Linked DNA regions of Mus musculus: regions 2, 3, 4 and 5 are each linked to region 1. Evidence: chromatin contacts called from public HiChIP or PLAC-seq and promoter capture Hi-C data. All regions are on one chromosome and are shown on one strand. Each heading gives the region's core, a stretch centred on a gene start, on an enhancer-like site or on the middle of the called end of the contact. The rest is flanking DNA. Distances are from core to core; before and after follow the strand shown.

What was found. Promoter capture Hi-C pulls out the DNA fragments that hold promoters and counts their contacts. HiChIP or PLAC-seq counts read pairs in DNA pulled down with a chosen protein or histone mark. Capture Hi-C pulls out chosen DNA fragments and counts their contacts.
Region 2: a promoter capture Hi-C map of adipose tissue shows a contact between it and region 1. The contact joins the promoter of Ttc7b here to the promoter of Tdp1 in region 1. A contact is called at or near these places in 4 of 39 promoter capture datasets (the 3T3-L1 cell line, hippocampal neurons, liver and 1 more), 1 of 484 Hi-C or Micro-C datasets (CD4 T cells), 1 of 115 datasets of contacts at active chromatin or transcription factors (memory CD8 T cells) and 2 of 9 other capture datasets (adipose tissue and liver).
Region 3: a contact with region 1 is called in an H3K4me3 HiChIP or PLAC-seq map of bone marrow-derived macrophages, with 8 times the contacts expected there. The contact joins the enhancer-like site here to the promoter of Tdp1 in region 1. A contact is called at or near these places in 8 of 39 promoter capture datasets (3T3-L1-derived adipocytes, the C10 cell line, HPC-7-derived erythroid cells and 5 more), 1 of 484 Hi-C or Micro-C datasets (bone marrow-derived macrophages), 5 of 115 datasets of contacts at active chromatin or transcription factors (bone marrow-derived macrophages, embryonic basal ganglia, embryonic forebrain and 2 more) and 4 of 9 other capture datasets (adipose tissue, liver, macrophages and 1 more).
Region 4: a contact with region 1 is called in an H3K4me3 HiChIP or PLAC-seq map of stem cell-derived neural progenitor cells, with 4 times the contacts expected there. The contact joins the enhancer-like site here to the promoter of Tdp1 in region 1. A contact is called at or near these places in 3 of 39 promoter capture datasets (the 3T3-L1 cell line, embryonic stem cells and hippocampal neurons), 10 of 115 datasets of contacts at active chromatin or transcription factors (astrocytes, bone marrow-derived macrophages, cardiomyocytes and 7 more) and 3 of 9 other capture datasets (adipose tissue, embryonic stem cells and macrophages).
Region 5: a contact with region 1 is called in a promoter capture Hi-C map of second pharyngeal arch cranial neural crest, with 9 times the contacts expected there. The contact joins the promoter of 3300002A11Rik here to the promoter of Tdp1 in region 1. A contact is called at or near these places in 16 of 39 promoter capture datasets (the 3T3-L1 cell line, 3T3-L1-derived adipocytes, the C10 cell line and 9 more), 2 of 484 Hi-C or Micro-C datasets (muscle stem cells and uterus), 14 of 115 datasets of contacts at active chromatin or transcription factors (astrocytes, bone marrow-derived macrophages, embryonic basal ganglia and 11 more) and 2 of 9 other capture datasets (adipose tissue and liver).

Annotation. Positions count from the first base shown.
Region 1 is chr12:99,883,130-99,885,847 of GRCm38.p6, reverse strand. Tdp1 (tyrosyl-DNA phosphodiesterase 1) reads right to left here and starts at 1,330. Exons shown (of 16, transcript NM_028354.5): 1 at 1,296-1,330. It overlaps Efcab11 (EF-hand calcium binding domain 11), which reads left to right and starts at 2,406. Exons shown (of 6, transcript NM_030172.2): 1 at 2,406-2,566. The coding sequence starts at 2,492.
Region 2 is chr12:100,519,467-100,522,184 of GRCm38.p6, reverse strand. It overlaps Ttc7b (tetratricopeptide repeat domain 7B), which reads left to right and starts at 1,363. Exons shown (of 20, transcript NM_001033213.1): 1 at 1,363-1,614. The coding sequence starts at 1,494.
Region 3 is chr12:99,263,271-99,265,988 of GRCm38.p6, reverse strand. The region is part of intron 4 of Foxn3 (forkhead box N3); the gene reads left to right. Among named protein-coding and RNA genes, the nearest start is that of Gm46371, 66 kb to the left of the region's middle. Within about 2 kb of position 1,393, at least 59 of the 459 cell types and tissues checked have an H3K27ac peak or open chromatin away from gene starts, as enhancers often do. A contact at or near this core is called in adipose tissue and bone marrow-derived macrophages, where this site is marked.
Region 4 is chr12:99,283,283-99,286,000 of GRCm38.p6, reverse strand. The region is part of intron 4 of Foxn3 (forkhead box N3); the gene reads left to right. Among named protein-coding and RNA genes, the nearest start is that of Gm46371, 46 kb to the left of the region's middle. Within about 2 kb of position 1,375, at least 66 of the 459 cell types and tissues checked have an H3K27ac peak or open chromatin away from gene starts, as enhancers often do. A contact at or near this core is called in adipose tissue, bone marrow-derived macrophages, embryonic forebrain and 3 more, where this site is marked.
Region 5 is chr12:99,339,637-99,342,354 of GRCm38.p6, reverse strand. It overlaps 3300002A11Rik (RIKEN cDNA 3300002A11 gene), which reads right to left and starts at 1,324. Exons shown (of 3, transcript NR_166805.1): 1 at 1,130-1,324. Foxn3 (forkhead box N3) reads left to right here. Exons shown (of 6, transcript NM_183186.2): 3 at 821-933. RefSeq lists an enhancer at 1,084-2,718.

The DNA.
Region 1 (2,718 bases), core at 81-2,580:
CCAGCATAATACCTGTGCCTATGACCCCAACATTGTGATAGTCAAGGAGGTCTGAGAGTTCACTGGCCAGTCACCCAGAAAGAAAACTGCCGCCATCTTCAGGTTCTGTGAGATTCTGACTCACTAGAACAGGGCAGAGCGCAACTGAGGAAGACAGTCGGAAACTGCCTGTATAGGTGTGTGTACAAACACACACACACACAACAGCTGATGAAAAAAAAAAAGGCACTCCGCTTAGAACCTTGCTTCCACTATTCCCCGGTTGGCTGAGCAGACTCAGTATTTCTTCTATATAGACACTACTCCTCAGACATTTAAGACAGAGGCACCAGATTCTTCCAAGGTGGTCCTTCCTCTGAGCCGGGAAGTAAGCAGAATTGAGGTCGGGGATAAAGAGTTAATAATATAAAGCTTCTATCCTAGACAGGTTTAATTTCAGGGTGAAAGGCACACATTAACACATAAAAAGCCTAAAAGTCAAGATGACTACAGATGCTCACTACATTTTACAGGGATAACTTTTCTTTGGAATCATTTGTGGCATAGCATGAGACCTGGGAGGGAAAGGAATCCGCGGGCTAAAAGGCAGTCGAGAAACATTCCAGACAGATGGAATCCAACCTGCTGAAGGCCAGGAGGAGGTAGCTAGGTTCTAACTGTAACACAGGAATGGTCCAGAAAGAAGGGGTGGGGACAGTAAGGCAAGTTAAAAGCCGAATTTTATTCTAAAGACAATGGGACTCCCAGTGAGAGTGCCTTGGCCCGTCTAGTCTTTTAAAATGATCATATGTAACACAACTTTGTGCACACGTGGCGATAAGGACGCTTCTGCAGGAGCTGGGCTGTGGGGTGCTGACGATGGTCAAGGAGCAGTAATTTGGGGGTACAGTAAGCAAATCGTAAAGCTGCCAACGTTCCCCGAGCGCTCAGCTCTGCCCAGACACAATTCCAAGCGTACAGACTCATTTCAACCTCAAGACAGCCCAATATCACGGCGGTGTCCCTGGTGTGGAGCGTGGTCCACGGAGGGAGCGAAGGCCAGCGGCTCTGCAGCGCGTCCCAAGGGTTAGGAGCGCAGGGTCCGGGGCTCCCGGGACTCAGAGCGGAGGAACCCTGCCCAAGGACCCCGGCCTCGCCGCTCTCCTCGCGGTCCTCACCGAGCCCTGCTGGCCTTCCACTACCACATCTGATGGCAGCGGCCATCGCGCCGCCATGAGGAGGGCGGGCGCAGAGTTACCGCCGCCGCTGCCGCCAGAGCCCGCCCCGAGCCGGCGCCCGCAGCGGCAGACACCTACCTGACCCGCCAGGCCGCCGCCGCCGCCGCCGAGACTCCGCCCCGCGGCGCGCCCGCGCATGCGCGCAGTTCAAACTCGCCGGCGCCGCCGCCTAGCTAGCCAGCCGCTTCCCCTTCCGGAAGCCCCCCACTGGGTCCTAAAGACAGCCTCATTTGCCTGAGACCAAGAGGACCAGAAAAGAGCCGAATGAACGCCTCACTCTCTGCTAGTTTCCTGTTGAAAGAAGAGAGAAACAGAAAGCTGTGGTAGCTTCTCTCTCGAGGTTAATTTGCAAACAACGACTCCATTCTGGGGATGCTTTTAGGCAGCTTCAGGCTCTCAAGGCTAAGACAGCGGCGTGCTCTGGGAGATGGGTGAGCGGTAGAAAAAGACAGCTGCTTCAGACTTTAAAATCGACTGCTAGATAAAAAGTTAAATGAGCTCCCATCAGACTCAGAACCTCCTTTGAAGGTTTCTCCTTTGAAACGGTCATGTTCTTGTCAATCTCACTGATTTGCCAGAAGGGTAGAGGGTATTCCTCATCTTCTATAAAGATGTCTGGTATGGGATTCTTGTGCTGTTCCTTAAGTCAGCCTCACGTCAGGCATCGCCTTCCGGGGGGTTGAATAATCAATTCTGTGTAAACATTCAAAAAAACGGGACATTCCGTTTAATTGTCCTAGACACAGTGTTACGTGCCAGGGTTACCAAGAGGGCGAAAATAAACATAGTAGCTGCTCTGCGAAGGCCGTCCAAAGACTTGCAGTTTAAAAATGAATCTTGGTGTTCACTCATTATTTGTGTTTGTGTGCTTTTTTTTTCACATTCTTCGTGTGTCTCCTGCCAAATCTAGCAATGACACGGGTCAGAATAATCAAAAAGAGTTTATTGTAAATTTGGGAGAGAGCCTGAAAGCAATCAAAACGAGTTAAGAGAGCCCAGAGGTACCAGACCTCCCTTAAGACAAGAAAAATCGAGTAGGGGCGGGGCCAAGGTCTGGGAGCGGGCCTTGAGGCCCCGCCCCATCGTTAAACAGCGCCTTTAACCAATGACAGTACGAAATCAACGCCAGTGGCTCGGAGACTGACCAATGGGAGGAGACGTTGGAGTTGCGCGGCGAAGTTGAGTCCCAGCGGTGGTGGGCGAGGCCGCAGTGGCTGGTCTGTGTTCTCGCTGCAGCGGAGGAGACGCCTGGCTTGGTCTCCGTGTCGGTGGCGATGTTCTTGTCAGAGGCAGGCGCAAGGCCCCGAGCAGGCGAAGCCAGCGCCTCAGAACGCAGGAAATGGGTGAAAGTAGGTGTGGGAGCGCGACCCGAGTTCAGACTTAAGCCTGACCAGGGCCACTTCTGTCACCCCTCTTGGTTCTGGCATTGCTGCAGGACTCTGATCACTTCCCCGCCCACCACACTGTCCACGGATAATCACCTCGACCTCCTATCCGTCCC
Region 2 (2,718 bases), core at 114-2,613, 640 kb before region 1:
TCCTCTTGGCCCTTACTGAGTTTCAGTTGCTGATCCTGTAAACCAAGGCCTGTGAGTCTGGTCTTCATTTATCCCCAGGGCATGAGAGAAAAGCCTGCACTTGATAGCTTTGGAAAGCTGGAGGAGACACACCCAAAGAGGATGAACCTGGTGACAGGGTACTGCCCAGATGACAGCTCCATCCTCAGAGGCAGTATTGCAGAGTCCAACACCCCCACTGCCCCTGAAGCCACATTCCCTGACCAACTTTCCCAAATACTGGTCATGTCCATACTTGCAGGCCTTGCCATTGCATGCCTGACTAACATGCAGGCTCCCTATCTCACCAAGAAGAAAGACAGTCTTTCTAATGATCCAGAAGGCCGGGCATGGACTAACCCCCACCCTCCTGACATCATCTGCTCAGCTCCTTGCCTTCATTCCACCCCAGCCACTCTGGCCTTTTTCTAACTCACCAAATATAGTAAAGCCGAGGCCTTTGCTCTGCCTGTAATGATCTGCCCTCCCCACCTCCCATATCCCCCCGACTCTCATCTTTAAAACTGTCAAATATCACTTCAACACCATCCTTAACCAACCCATAACCTAATTTGCTACTTTATTTTGCTTAATTAATTCATTTCCATGAATGGGCTATGAACTTTATACCCACTTTGAAGCAAAGTTGTACCCACTTCGTTCCGTTTCCACAGCCCTAAAACACTACCTAGCTCTGTGTGGGTGACCTCTGACTCTATAGTTACTGAATAAATTACACAAGTGAAATAATGTTCAGCTTAGACACCTGCCCCTGCTCTCAGTTACAAGGTCAAGGCCTGGAAATGCCACTTATGAGTTGGTATTCTCCTCAGAGGGCAAGGGAGCTGGCATCTGGGCTTGCAGCTACACACACACACACACACACACACACACACACACACACACACACACGTCCTCCCTCACTTTCTTCCAACACACACTTAAGGAACTTCGGGCAGGTTCTGGAGGAGCATGAATCTCCACTGCTTCTGGCCACATGATGGGGACGGAGGCTACCTGGGGCAGAGGGGAGCCTGAGGAGGGGCGCAGGCCAGCACAAGCAACCTGCGATGGCAGGGCCAGCCGAGGCAGGCTCGCCCTTCACGCCCTCTCGCACTAGAAACCCCGGCCTTTGGAGCCCCAGAGCATCCTCGGGGTGGCTGCCCTGGCTTGACCCCTCACCGCTCCAGGTTCGCTCCTGAGCACCGTCCCGCGCTCCTCATTGCTGTCCGGCCTCCGCCCCGGCCCGCTGCGGCTCCGGCCCTGGCCGGCAGGGGCCGCTCCTCGCGGCGCCCGGGGCCCCGCCGCGCCCGCCGCCGCCCGCTCCCCGCCCCTTCCCCGGCCGGCGTTCCCGTTACGCCGCCGAGCCGGGAGCCGGAGCCGGAGCCCGCGGCCGCAGCGGGAGGCGGCGCGGGGCCCGGCGGCGGCGGGGCCTGCGGGGCCTGCGGGCGCGCGCCGGGCCGGCCAGGGCGGCCATGGCGACCAGGAAGGCGGGCTCGCGGCTGGAGACGGAGATCGAGCGCTGCCGCTCCGAGTGCCAATGGGAGCGGATCCCCGAGCTCGTCAAGCAGCTGTCGGCCAAGCTCATCGCCAACGGTACGCGCGGACGCACCGGGGCTTGCGGGACCGCCGCGGCCTCCGGGGCTAGGCCTGAGGCTCCGGGCGCGAGCAGGGGCGCGGCCGGGCGGCGAGGCGCAGGCCGCGCGGTGTGCGCGGGCCAGGCCCTTGGGGAACGCGGGGTCCTCCGGTCACGCGGCGTGCGGCTGGGCGGGCGGGCTGTGCCTGTCGGAGCCTTGGAGTCCTGACGTGCAGGCTGGAGAGGTTCACCGACCCCAGAGACCGGAGGCCAGCCCCGGGCTTCCAAGAAGTTGGAGCTTGTGTGTGTGTGTGCGTTTGTGTGTGTATGGAGCCCCCCGGGACATACCTGTGGGCATCTGGGGACCACCAGAGTGTGTGTGGTGTGCTCAGGGGTCCTGTGATGGAGATGTTGTGAACATATGGTAATCAAGGGCCCCAGGAGGGAGCTCAGACTTGGAGGGTGTCAGGGGTGGCATTGGCAGGTTGGGATTTGTGTCTTGAGGTCAAGACAGTTGGGTGTCAAATCTGCAGACCCAGAGAGGATAGGGTGGAGAGTACAAGGGAAACAGAGTCAGGGAGTCTGGGAGAAGGTTACTGGGCAGGAAGATGAGACTGTATTAACAATGAGGGAAATGGAGCTGATTGGATGAGGGGCCTGGTGCGCCCAGGAACCAGGATCTGACTTGGGAAACCTGGCGGCTGGACTTGGCCAATGACCCCATTTGCTGAATTGGTTCTTCCAACCCATCAAACCAAAACTGCAGCCAAAATCACATTCCAGAGCGAGACTCCACGTGGCCTTATTTGTTTTGGAAGCAAGTATGGTTAATATTTGCTTGTCTTTTCGTACGCGCCAAAACCACAGGCAGGCACTTGGAGCCTGGGCAGAGAGGGCAGAGGATTTTGTCCTCCTTCACCTCTGGCTTCCCAAGACTGTCTGAGCAGGCGTGGGACAGACAAATCACAGAGGGAATGAATGAAGGACTGACACTGCTCATTCAAGGAAGGACATGTGTACTCTTTTCAACCTTCACCCCGAACTACCCAGAAACGGACAGGGAAATCTCATAGCCTCTTTAAGGTTGGTGGTTGTTTGTGATTTTATGAAAATAGCGCCTGGAA
Region 3 (2,718 bases), core at 144-2,643, 620 kb after region 1:
GCACACAGGCCGAGGACACCGCCAGATGCACAGTCCCCTGGGCCAGTTTTCTCCAGACCCAGGCTGGCTTACATTCTGCCCTTGCCGAACACTGACAAGGAGGGAGCCATTTATAGTTAAACTAGTGGCTTCAGGCAGTCTCTGGCCCTGTCCCCAAGATCAGCACAGGGACCAAGCTGCAGATGCTTCATGCCTTTATAACCCTCTGCCTGACCTTGCCTCTTATCGCTGTACAGAGGTTCCCCACCTCCCCAAGTAAACCTGGTCACCCCAGTGCCTCAAAACTACCCACCCGAGGAAATGGTACTGTATTCTCTGCCCCAGTTAAAAGCTCACGCAAATGCCAAATTCAGTTTGTATTGTATCTTTCTTTAGTTAGTCAGCTTTTTTGAGGCAGGGTCTCCTGTAGCCTTAAACTCAATGTGTTATAGGGAAAGCCTTAAACTGATCCCCTGCCTCTGTGCTAAGATTGTAGGTATGCACCACCATGCCTGGCTTGTATTCTTTTGATACAGCCATATTTCTGCTTACCTTTTATCCCCCCAGAGAAATGGAGAGCAGAGGCTTAGGTAAATGTAGGCTTCACCTAGAATCTGGGTATCTTCACAGAGCCTCTGGTAGCATGATAGGCTTCCCAAAGTCAGAGTAAGAGAGTTCCTCTTAAGCTCTAGGCTCTATGGTTTTACCTCTGGTTAACTGAATTATTATCCCAGTTGGCGCTACTTAACCTCTTCCTTCCTCACAGTGCTTCCAGGTCCTGGATGCTTTGTAATGATTATCTCTTGTTTCCTGCAGCTTTTGGAGAATTAGTGGCCTGTGTGTTGTTTGGACGCGGACATAGCTGCCAAGAAGCATGTTGCATTATATGATACAAAAGAAATAGGTTAAAAATGAAGAAATACTCAGTAAAGGAGATGGTAGTTGATTGTGATCATGTGGAAAGAAAGTGTGATACCTTAAGTACTTGATTAACTCTGAGGACTCTTTATATTTGAAGGCTCAACCCTGTATCATAGTGGACCAAATACATCCCACATTCTGTGTAAACTATAAAGCTCAAGTTCCTCTTGGCAAGTTAAAGCAGTGTCATGTTCTTACACATTTAACCGAGCCCTGTTTCAAGTAAAAGCAAGGTGCTTTGGGGATGAATATTATAGTCCAGTCTCCGTGCCATCATAGACTGGAAATCTTGGCTTCCCAAGACTGACAAGTTGGGAACCCGATGGCTGAGTTGGCTCAGAGAAGTACCACAGCAAAGGAAGGGATTTGGGGACTTAAGCCAGATAGCCTAGACTGTCCCACAGGACCAGTGAGCTGCTCACCAGTGGGTACAGGAAGCGCCTGGGAGGCGGGAGGCATGACATGGGAGGACACACAAAGGCTTGCTCCAGTGCATGAGTTCTGTTTGTTCCCCTTTTGTTCCCCTTTTTGATGAAAGCACTGAATGTAAACCCAGAACTTTGCATCTAGATTCTTCCTCTTTCCTCTCGAATTTCAGAGTTAATAGCATGCTTCCAGCCCGAGCCGGGCACATGCATGACAATGGCAGAAACGTTAGGGTTTCTCTCTGACTGGGTCACTCCTCAGGGCATGAAGGGAAAGTTGGATGTCTGTGTCCAGGTTCTCCTCTGTGAAATGGAGACATCAAAGGGTGACCTCCTTTGTAAGCAGCAGTTTTTGTGGGCTCTCTCCAAACTGCTGTCTCACTAATTATCACACAGCAAGCTGGAGTTTAATGGTTTCATACGTATTTGTATCCCACTATCAGAAGCAAAACCCCAACCTTCAGTCATGCTCTCTTGCGCCTTTTCGGGAAAGGGCAACATGCCGAATGTTGTGGCTTTCCATGTCATCCAATGGCTTCATTCTGCTGGCAGAGGTGGGGTTCAGCCAAGTCGGTATGAACACTAACGGTCATGACTCAGTTCAGAAACAATCTTTATTCATGGGCGTTAATATTTGAATTTCATATCACATTCATGTGTCAGGAGTTATTTTTCCTTTTTTTGATTTTTTTTTTTCCCAGCAATGAAAATATGTTCAGACCATCAGAAGCCCCAGCTAGGGAGAAGCATACAGCTTTGGCCCACTGGCTGTAATAGGAGCATGTCCAAATTCCTGTTGGAATCTCGCACACTGCTGTGTCTTTTCTGGCATTGTCCCTTGCTGGCTTGTGCCTGTGTCTCCTGATTGAGCGGGGACCATGAGCCTTTCCTCCCTCAGTCGCCAGAGTCCCCCGTGTATAATAGGTGCTTGCTGAGTGCCTTCCAAATGAGTGGTGTAGCAATTATCCCCCTTGCAGCATGACCATGTCTACATGAAACATTCTGAAAAGGATGTCTCTTTCCTAGAAAGCTGCATCTGTCTAGGTAGGTGCCTGTGGAAGGTGTGCGGCCTCAAGTACCTGATGCCGCCTCCCGGCGGCCCCCTCACAGACTATGGTAGGTGCTTGTCAACAGATCCTCCCTCACCGACAGCTTCTGCCTCAGACGCTTACCTGAGCTGTCTGCCATGAGGACTCTGTCACATGAAAAGGGAGAGACGGTGACAGTGGGTGATGCATTGGAGAATGCTCCTTTCCACCGTTGGCAGGCTTTAGTGAAGAGAGCCTATCGGTGAAGTTCAGACTCTCGGGAGACTCATTTCAGTGTGCCCCGGAGATTCCTAATTTACCTGTGTTTGTATTTTTAAGGCAAGAGCTTTCTTTATAATTTCAAT
Region 4 (2,718 bases), core at 126-2,625, 600 kb after region 1:
TATGGTTGTTTTGCCTGCATGTATATCTGTGTACCACATGGGTGCAGAGCCCACAGACGTCAGGAGAGGGTGTGCCCTGGAACTGGAGTTACAAATGGTTGTGAGCAGCCATTTGGGTGCCAGGAACCAAACCCAGGTGACCCGCAAGAGCAATCAGTGCTTAACTGTCACGCCACCACTACCGTCCCTGAGGGGCTCACTGTGTTCATTTTTTGGCAACGCCCTTTCCTGTGAATCTACTCCTCAGGACCAGCATTCACCTGTTCATCTCGTCTATCTCCAAAGGGTTCGCTCTTCCACACACTCATGGAGAAACACCACAAAATCTTCCCAGGAGCATTCTTGTCAGTTTCCACTCTGAACGTCAGCCCAGCCAGCATCTCTTTGCTGATCCTAGCAGGATTCAGGGACCACTCTTTGGCACTGAGTTCTTGACTCCAAGGGCCCGCATCTCTGGTTTTGTTGGGTTTTCTGAGACCCTCCCCCGCCCGCCTGTCCCTTTCACAAGTGGCAGCTCGCCCTGGGCTTTCTGGCATCTTTCATCCCTTCCGCAAGCTGACTCTTTTGTCCACTGTGCAAAGGAGGGCGTTCACCTCTTGCATAAATCTGCTTACTGCCCCCAGGCGTGCCCACTAAAAAACCTTAGCACTTACAGGGAGGGGGCAGCCCCTCTCCACATTTGCCCTCAGATGCCCACTGCCTTCTGTTCTCCTTGGCCCGGGGTAGACTCTGAGTCTTCCTCCGCATTGTTTGTCTTTTTGTCCTGCAGTGAGGAAAGCTTTTTCTGGAGCTTCAGTAATTGTCAGCGTGCCGGTCTGTTTACAGAGGTGAAGTTGGAGGGGTGCTCCTGGGCTCCTCTAATCTTTCTCTGTGTGCTTTGGAACATGCTTTTATGCTCATTAAAAAATAACAAGGAAGTACGACTTTCAAAGAGGCCGCTAGTTCATTTTGATCTTTGCTGGTCCGGTTATTTATTTATTTTGGAATGAAGGGTCTTAGGTATGTAGTATACCTAAGACTTGCAATGTCCATTTACCTTTCAAGTACTGGGATTGCAGGCTTGTGTTAGCATGTTCAGTTGGTATATGATGGAGACTGAAGGCTTTGAGTGTGCCAGGCAAGAGCTGAGCCGCACCCCCCACACCTGTGAGCCCAGCTGTCTAAACTTCCCATGCCAGTAGCCTGCTGTACAGTCGAAGGCCCCTTCAGTTCCATAGTCTGCATTTCCCTGCTTGACCCTAACTTTAGCTAATCTCCAGACCCCTGTCTCTAATAACTGTCTTCATGGAAGTCTCATATTGCCCTCTGAGAAAGCAGCCCTGTGAGCAGACTGCTGAGTAAGACGTTATGGCCAGCAAGGCTGAGGACAGGAAATTGAAAACATTTACCAGAGACTTCCTCAAGAGGCAAGGCATCTGTTTCCCCCACTTCCCCTCTGTGTGTGTATGTCTGTGTGTCTGTCTGTCTTTTGTCTGTGTGTGTCTTTGTGTGTCTATGTGTGTACACACACCGCACATACTTGTAGGTATGCCCGTGCTGTGGTCCAAGTGTTGAGGGCAGAGGACATCCTCCAGTCTTCGTACATGTGTCTGCCTTTTTTGAGACAGGGTCTTTTCACCTAAGTACTTCAGGCTAGCTGACCTGGGAGCTGCCAGGCATCCTCCTGCCTCTGCTTTTCTGCTCCAGTAAGGGGCCTGCACTGAGCTCCTGGGGTTTGAATTCAGGTCCTCACACTTACACAGAGAATTGCTTTACCTATGGAGCCAGTCCCCCAACATACACTTTATGATTGCTAAAGATTGGATGGAGAATAGAAAGTCCTAGAATTAGCCACTGGAAGGTTAGTACAAAGAATAACCCTACTGCTGAGCACTGATCTTACTTGATGTTCATTTTTATGGATGTAACTTTAGACTAAATACATCAATAGGAATGTTTTCTTTTAGATTGCATAGCGTTTAGGAATGTTTCTGAAATCTATTAAATTATACCCGTAACAAGACTATGAAGTGTAGAGATGAAACAGCTTTGGATCCTGTTGCCATAAGTAACATGTGTCTTATCAAAGAGCCCTGGCTTTAAGTACAATTGGAAAGGAAAAGCCATTCCCCTTGAAGCTCTGTGGAACTGCTGGGGTGGAGGTCTAGAAATATTTTTGTAAAATTACCAAAAGACTTAAGGATAATGAAGCTTTTAGGATGTGTTCTGAGCAAGCTGTTCAAATGATGGTTTCAGAAGTGGACTTAAAATTACCCCCTCTAAGCTTCCGAAGCCAAGTTTATATCCATTCTTTCTGCTCCCTGTGGGTTTCCTTCCTAAGCCCTTGCCAAGCGGCAGGCCTTAGGGTTTTCATATCTGTGCCATCACGCACACAATGGGATGTGTGCCTACATTTGTGTGCACATGTGTGTAGCCCAGGTTCTTAAGTGGAATGGCCTTAAAGAGATCGTTACTCTCAGTGGTCCTTGCAGCCTGTAGAAGAAAGTTGCAGGCTCTCCAGATGTGGGTAATGGAACCCTGGGATGACATGCCCCTGCCGCCCCAACCATGTGCCCTCAAGCAGCTCATCTGACTGGTGCAGGCCTCTGCTTCCTGCCCAGTCCAAAAAGCAAGAGTCCCAACTTGATGAACTTGGTGAGAATTAAAAGGCACAGCATTCGTTATGTTCACGGTAACATCTGTGCAGACTCCTGCAGCTTCGTATACCTTCACCCTCAA
Region 5 (2,718 bases), core at 75-2,574, 540 kb after region 1:
ACTGACCCAGTTGAAAGCAGGGCAGGCGAGAGCAGCTGTTCCCCACCCCCACCCACTGTTAAAGCTGATCTCAGACCAATTGCCTCCAGCCAGCCCAAAAGTGGCCTTCAGGGAAAGCTGCCCCCTTCCCCCCAGGGAACAGTTTTAGCCAATTTACACTTTTAAAGTGTGACCTCTTCTAAAGATTCCTAGAGACAAGAGCAGATTGCTGTGAACTGAAGGACACCCCCCCCCCATAAAAATAAAAAATACTTTGAATTCTGGCTTAGGTTTGCTATTGTTGCCAGGTCTTTTGTTTCTGAGGGGAAGGTAATTATAAATTCCATTCCAAGCATAAATGTTCTTTTGTGAGCAAGGGGGACGGGATACCAAAAACAATGAGTGGATTACGTTTCCATTTTTGTAAGATCGTGCCAAGATAATGTGGTTTAAAACAGCTGGGGTTTTTAGAGCAGAGATGGAGCTTCGAAAGGTCTTCTCAGCGCCCATGAACGTCAGCCAAGTTAGAGACTTCTGGACGAGTCTGAATATTCCTCCAGATTCATACTGAGAAATAAGGGATTTTGGGTTGGGGGTAGTTCAGATTTGACAGTCATGTTATTGCATCAACATAATCTGGTAGCTACATGTTCATCTGACCTCATCTACTCGGGGCAAAGAGGAGCAGAGAGCATTTAATGGTGTCCTGTTGTCAGCCTGAGAAATCATTAGCAAATGAACAGGAAACTTTGGAGAATAACTACAATATAGCCCTGTATTTGCCTACCACAAAATTCTCTGTACTGTATTAATATGTTTTCATTTTAATTTTTCTTTGCAGAGTATTGGGAAAGGGTCATTGTGGTGCATCGACCCAGAGTATAGACAAAATCTAATTCAGGCTCTGAAAAAGACACCTTACCACCCACCTCCTACTCCTCAGGCTTATCAAAGGTAAGTGACTCGCACTATCGGGGGTTTTTGTTTTCTTAAAGTCTCCTGGAATTTTGTTATTTTAGCAGAGACAGTCTCTAAAACTAATTTAGTAGGCCGTATGAATGTTTTAAAAATAACTACAGACTAATGGGAAAAAGAATTAAGTCTGATGAGGAGGCACATCCATTGGCTATGCATTTCCTGGGAAGCTTACCGCTTCTGTAGCTCCGACTGAGCGGGTGTGGCTCCGGAAGGGCTCCTGGTAGGTAAATAGCGTCTTCCTGGGTAGAATCGGTTACAGAGGAAAGTGGACAGCTTTTCTATCTCTGCGGGTCACGCTTTGTTGGAATAAGAGCGGTGAGGCACACAGGTGATTCCACCTTCCCATGGCCTGCCTCTAGAGATGTGGAAAGAAGGCAGGCTCGGTTGTTGTCATCCGGTTTCCATGTCGACAGGCTCCTGAGTGATGGGTTTGTTGTGGTTACTAAGTGTTTGTCTTGAGAACCATGGCCACTTTCCCTCCTCACGTGTCTGGCTGTCATGAGACTGAGGTCATGAGTGCATTTTTACAAATATACAATGGGAGGGGTGTTAGGTAGATTGTCACAGTTTAAAAAGCATGTCAGTGCTAAGTTAGAAGAAAGGGCCTTACAGAACAAAGAGCCGGATTTCAACCTGTGGATGGAGTCTTAGCTCTTCACGGTGCTTGTCATCAGGCCCACTAAGAAAGTTTGAAAATTACTTTATTTAAGTGTACAGCTGTTTCACTTTCATTTATGTCTGTGTAGCATTTGAATGCTTGGTGACTGTGGAGGCCAGAAGAGGGCATTGCATCCCCTGGAACTGGAATTACAGGCGATTTGAGCCACTGTGTCAGTGCTAGGAATTGAACCTGGATCCTCTGGAGGAGCAGCCGGTGCTCTTAGATCACTAAACCATCTTTCCAGTCCCCTACCAAGAAGTTCTAGAAGGCATGTAGCAGCATTTCCTTTGTTAACTGGTTAAGAGAAACTGCCAGTGGAGTAGACATTTATGTTAATTGGGAATGGCCCGGTGTCAGAAGGCTGGGGAATTTTACAGTCCACTTGCAGATTTTTCTGTTCTGATGTTTATTCTGCAGGAGGGCACACAGAGTGAGCCTTCCAACGTGGCATTAATGAAGTTCTTGTGCGTTCCATCACAGACCCTAGACAATCAGTCTCCGGCAAGAGACGGGAGAAGCAGCTGGGCTCTATGAGAAGACTGCTGTATGTCTGCCTTTGCTAGGCGATTAGCGTGATGGTAGCCATAGTAACTGGAGTGTCTCCATAGTAACGCGTAGCTGAGACAGGTGCACTTGCATCACAAGGCTGTTTGTTGCCTGGCAAAAGGACAGGCCATTAGTACTTAGACATAAGCTGTTGCCTTAGAAACAAATAACCCTACATAGCAACTACAGTTGGTTCGCAAGGGTATTTTTGGGGGGCTGGGGGAAGGAAGGTTGTAGCTGCTTTTGTCTGTGTTCATAAAAATCAGTGGAAGCATACTTTATTTGAAATGACAACTCGAGGTCATATAGCTGTAGGAGGAAGAGATGGGATTTTCCAGAGCAGCCTAGCCTACATTGTAGGAATGTCCAGAAGGGGAGAGCCATATGCCTGCCTCTCTTCTTGTGATGGTAGCCATTCCTGAAATAGAAGCTGGGATTGGGGTTAGAGAGTTGCTTTTTTATGGGGTTGGTGGGGAGCCTGGCACTAATTATTGCAATACTGTCGATATTCAGTTTCCAAGCCCACCCCACTAGTTTCTCTAGTTTCTCCCTTA